Linked DNA regions of Anas platyrhynchos: region 2 is linked to region 1. A link is a contact called in public Hi-C data. All regions are on one chromosome and are shown on one strand. The core of a region is the stretch at or near the end of the contact, and the rest is flanking DNA. Distances in the headings are between cores, read along the strand shown.

Region 1 (2,700 bases), core at 167-2,666:
GTAAGAGGCCAACTCTCACCTATCACAGCACCTACTGATAGATCTTTGCACAGAATGAATCCCACATGCAATTAGACCTCATGAGAGTGTGTGTTTTTTTTTTAATAAAAAGAAGAGAGAAAGAAGGCAAGCTCTACCCGGGTCCCGCTCTAGGTAGCATTCTGTGTTTCAGTTTATTGGAAGCGGCTTTGCTTCTAAACCCACTGTGGTGTGTGACCAGGAAAACGTTTACGCTGAAGATTTCAGATAGCCAAACTTCCCGCTAACCCCCAACTTCACGAGGTAAGTTGGTTAAATCCCTCGGCATCTCCCAGAAATACCGTTTGGGGGTCTTTGTTCAGGCAGCAGCTCCCCAGACGGCCCGGGGAGGGAGGAAGGTGCCTCGCAGCCCGCCGAGAGCCGCCAGCGGCTTGCAGGGGCCACACGAGGCCTACTGCAGGGGGGGGCGAGGGGATCTCGGCGATCTCGTGCCCCAGACGAGCCGGGGATCGCCGGGGGGCCACCTGCCGGCCCCCCCCCACGGCCCTCCCCGTTTTTTAGCCGGCACCTGTGCAGGGGGAAGCTCGGGGGTGAGCAGCAGGAGGGCACCCCCGAGGCGGAGCCCCCCGCCGAGCCCGGCCGCTCTCCTCAGGGCGCCGGCTCCCAGCCTCGTCCCTTCCCCTCGGGCTGCCGAGGGGAGGCAGGAGCCCTCGGAGCCGCCTTCTTTAAAAGGCGGCCGGCCCAGGCCCGGCCTCCAGCTGCCGAGCAGCCCCCGGAGCGGCTGGCGGGCAGCTCCTCAGCGAGCCGGAGCCAGCTAGGCCCCGCTGCGGCTGCCGGCGGCGGGCTCCGTCCCCGCCCGGCCCCACACACACGCGCACCCCTGGGGGGGCTCCTGGGCCAAACCGGGGGGGACACGGGGACAGGCCTCGGGGAGGAGGAGGAGGAGGAGGAGGAAGAAGAGCAGGGGGGAGCCGCGCAGCGGGCAGGTCGCCCCTTCGGCGGCCACCCCGCGGCCGGGAGGCCCGAGCCTGGCGGCGGCGAGGAAGAGGAGGAGGAGAAGGAGGAAGGGCGGGAGGGAGGAAGGAGGCGAAGCGGGGCCGTGAGCCAGCCCCTGCGGGGGCCGCGGGGTCCCGGGCCGGGCCGGGGAGCGCCGGGGGGGAGGGTAGCGGGGGAGGGCGGCCGCACTTACTCTCATTTAACACCTCCAGCAGCTCGGCGCAGCTCTCACACATTGTTCATTAACAGCAGCAGCCGCCGCCGCCGCCTCCTCCCGACCATTGATTGATCCGCTCGGTGCTGCTGATTGATGATTGATGGGGGCCGGGGCGGGGGTCAGCCGGGGGGAGGGGAGGGAGGGGGCGGGAAGGGAAGGGCAGGGCAGGGCAGGGCCGGGCAGGGAGAGGGGGGAGAGGCCGGGGCCGCTGTGGGATCGGGGAGGGGGGGATGGGGCGGCTGATCAATGCAAATGAGCCTGTGGCGGCGGCGGCGGCGGCGGGGAGGAGAAGCCGAGTCACTCACTGGCTCCCAGTGGCTCCACGCGCCGCCATTTTGCTGAGGGGGAAGGAGGAGGAGGGGACGGCGGCGAAGGGGGGGGGAGGAGGAGGAGGAGGAGGACGGGGCGCTCGGGCTCAGCTCGGCAGTTTCCGACCAGGCAGCGGGCGAAGGCGGCCGGGTCCCTCCTCCCGTCCCTCTCGCCCCGCCTTCCTCCCCCCGGGCCGAGGAGGAGGAGGAGGAGGAGGAGGAGGAAGGGGCCGGGCCGGCAGCCGGGGCCGCCGGGCTAAAATGGCGGCGGCGGTTGCGGCGCCTCGCGTAGCCTGGGCAGGGCGGGAAGCGCCGAGCCGCGCCCGCCTCCCGCGAGGGGGGAGCCGCGCCGCGCCGCTTGCTGCCCCGCTGCTCCGGGCAGCCTCGGCCGAGCCCCCCGGGCTCGCTCCGTGCTCCCCCCGCCGTTATTAAACTCTTGAGGCGGGCTGGGGGCCGCTTCTTCGGCCCGGGAGGGAGGGAGGTGGAGGGAGGCGCGGCGGGAGGGGAGCGGCCGCGGCCCTTCGGGACCTCCGGCCTGAAGGGAGCGCTTACCGCGTCGCGCCGGGCTCCAGCGAGCGCTTTGTCGGCACGCTGCGACGCGAGAAGGCTGCCTATGGCCGGGAGGTCCCTCGTCTTTTACGTGGTAGTGGCGTTTCCCTCTGGCGGGGCGAGGGGAGGAAGGAAGGCGCGGCGGCCATCTCCTTCCCGCCCAGCCCTGCTGAGGGGAGCCCGAGCGGCGGCTGCTGAGGTGACTGGCGGGAGGCGCCGGGGGGGCTCTTCCGAGCCCGGCCTCCCGAAAATAAAATACTCGAGGTGCTACGGTATTGTTACGTGCAAATAACTGCATTTTAATTTATTTTTCTTTACCTCCTGTGCGGCGGAGTTCTTGATCCTGGTGAAAGAGGGGCTTGCTGCCTTGGTAGACAGTGCATTATAGATGTCTAATGGGAAGTGCCGCTTCTATAGATAGCTGAAAATACCCCCATTTTCATGAAAAGGCTTTTAAGTTATCCTATAACGTAAGTTTCTTATTTTCTAAACAAAATTTCACAATTTATGCCGATTACAACTACCACGTAACTGTCTGTCAGAGACACCGAGTTGCCGTTTCAGACCTCCGAAAGACAATTGTTGGAGCGGCAGTTTCCTGTTTAAAAAAAAAAAAAATTTTTTTTTTTAAACCCACGAAATCGTGCACAC
Region 2 (2,705 bases), core at 12-2,511, 130 kb after region 1:
CCCCAAAACTTACCTGCAACACCCATTAGAAGCAGCATCTTTCCTGGCCACAGCCACAGGCTGTACTCCTTTTAAATAGAGTTTATTCCGATACATACTTTCTAACTTTGCCATGGTCTCCACATGGGCATTCTTCAACTCTTCTAGCTTCAAGTAATATTCTTGATTGGAAGTGCACATTTTGGAAAAGTCTATCCAGTTGTCACTGTCTCCATGTAGAGGGAGGGTCTGCTCTCTGTCAGTATTTGAATCCACATCAAGAGCATCCTAGAAGAGATTTGTAAATTTTTCTGATTCTTAGGATAAAGAGCAACAATGTGTTTAACATTGCTTTATTTGTCTAATTCATGAAGTAGTAACACCACATAGATACCTGGATAAGGATTTTCACGTGAGTCACATGGAATAATCTTATTGTATAATAATTTATATCCTGAGGCTACTGAAGTCTGTCTCTGTAATCAATGTGTTTGTATCAGGAAATGAGATCAAGGATTTATCAGAAGAAAAAAAGCTTGGCCATTTTGTTAAAAAAAAAGAAAAAAAAAGCATAATCCTTCCTTGCTCAGTACATAGCTCTAAAAAAAGCCTTAAACCACAAACCGCCCTTCTGTGTCTTGCAGCATTCTGAAGTCAAGTCACTAGGTGCTGTATGAATGCTGCTTTAGCCATTTCTGTAACGCGCTGTGCCGTGAGCGGGATCTGCACAAGCTTCAGTTCAAACAGTGCTGGGCAGCCCGCCCTTGTGTGGAGGTAAGCATGCTGCATGGTGGCTCACCCTTCGGAGAGCTTGCACAAGTTTAATAACCAGTGCTGTTAAACCCAGGTTAGGCTGCATTAAAAAGGCTTCCTTTGCATTATGTTAAGCGCTGCTTAAAGAAGCTACAGGACCAGTTCCTTCACCTAAAAATAGCACAACAAATAGCATAACACCCTTCCACACTTTTTTTTTTTTTCTTTCTTTTCTTTGCATCATCCCCCACCCGCCAAGCCCCAAACCCTTCCCCCGGCTTTCGGCACTGCCCCTCCTCCACCCCTCTCAGCCAGCCGCGGGGCTTAAGGGCCCAGCAGCTCCCCCCGGCCGCCCTTCCCCGCTCCCCGTGCCCGTGCCGGCGGTACCTGGGCTGCCGGGGCCCGGCTGCTGGCGCCGGGAGGGGAGCGGGGCCCGGGGGCCGCAGGCACGGCTGCCATGGCTCCGGCGCTGGGGCCGGTCCCGGCTCGCTCAGGGCCCGCCTCGCTGCGGGGGGAGCCGGGATTAGCGAGCGCAGGCGGGGCCCCACGCCTCTGCCTCCGTCCTGCCAGAAATCCCAGCCCTTCACAATGTAAAGACACCCGTGAAAAAACGACGCCGCTGGACACAGCGCGTGGGAGTCGTGTCCACAATTGGAAGCTTGAAGCGATGGGCAAGCCCTCACCAGAGCTGGCACCCACACTGGCAAAGTCAGTTTGAGACGTGTTTGCTGTAAGTAATCCCGTTATGAAGTGTGATTTGTACGTTTAACTGGGCATTAAATAACATGCACAGAATGCTACTGTCCCCACTGATTGTCCCTTTAACTATATATATATATTCTGATTGTCATACTTAGCTTTAAATCATAGCAAAGTATTTGAAGAAACAATTTTTAAAATATTCAAAATTATAAACATTCAAAACTGTGAAATATATTTGACACAAACTCTCTTATTTGTACGAAACCTGGGGAATCCACGGCTTTCCTGGTAGCTGAGGTAGGGTACAGCTCTCCCTACTGAACTGGCTCACTTATGTGCACTGTGCTTGCTCCTGTCCTAATGCACAACTAATGCAATACTGCCTTTCTCAACAAGGGCAGTTATTTCCTTTAGATACTAACAGACGGTAATGTTTATTCTATGAATTCCTTCATAGAGCATTATTTGCATCAGTATAAAAATGTATAGTTGGTAATTTGACTTCTCCCTGAGTTTGTGTATATACACATGTACATTACTTGAGCTGTCCCGTTTCATTCCCAGGCTTTTCCTAAACAGAAAGGGGAGTTGAACACCATGACAGAAGAAAAAAAAAAAACAAAAAAACAATTAAGACTTAAATACTACAATAGAGTGCTGCACTGGGTAACCAAAACCAATTTTAAATAAAATTTAATGGAAAGATGTTGTAGGGTAGTATCAGAAACCAAAGCAGTCTCCAGAAGACAAAGCATGGCAAGGAAGGTGATAGTATTCTTACAGCTACAATTCAAACGTTGAACCAGATCTAATGAAAAGTAAGTACCACTCCACTGTGGATAACTCAAGGAAAAGCAATTCTACACTACTGTGGTAATACAGTGTAAGTTGTGGAAGTTCAATGGTATTTTCAGAATATATTTTTACAAGAGCTAAATAGTCTGGAAAGCAACGTTAAAAATGTTACCTTATTTTCATCAGAACTACACAGTACAGACTCAGGTAGACTAGTGCAGGTTTATTGATAACAACATTTCCTTGTTGAAACCAGAAACTTTATTAAATTAATGTGACAAAAGTACGTAAGCCTTTGTGGACTTCTTAAGACAATTCACACAGGCGCTTTTGGTGAGGAAACCACATTTCAGACTACACAGAAGGAACACGGTCCCAACTTCCATTATTCAGTTTACCGAGTGTTCACCTGCAAAGAGTTCACAAGAACATAAATAAGATAGGTAACAAATATATTATTTTTTAGTCACTATAGC

Evidence for each region. Hi-C and Micro-C count contacts between places; a contact is called where the count stands out from the background.
Region 2: a Hi-C map of skeletal muscle shows a contact between it and region 1, with 2.3 times the contacts expected there. The contact joins the promoter of FAM161A here to the promoter of USP34 in region 1. A contact is called at or near these places in 2 of 8 Hi-C or Micro-C datasets (liver and skeletal muscle).

What each region holds. Positions count from the first base shown.
Region 1 is chr3:6,843,990-6,846,689 of IASCAAS_PekinDuck_T2T, forward strand. It overlaps USP34 (ubiquitin specific peptidase 34), which reads right to left and starts at 1,417. Exons shown (of 81, transcript XM_072035233.1): 1 at 1,169-1,417. The coding sequence starts at 1,211.
Region 2 is chr3:6,978,094-6,980,798 of IASCAAS_PekinDuck_T2T, forward strand. FAM161A (FAM161 centrosomal protein A) reads right to left here and starts at 1,262. Exons shown (of 6, transcript XM_072035250.1): 1 at 1,120-1,262; 2 at 14-267. The coding sequence starts at 1,191. It overlaps CCT4 (chaperonin containing TCP1 subunit 4), which reads right to left. Exons shown (of 14, transcript XM_038177696.2): 14 at 2,438-2,638. The coding sequence ends at 2,624.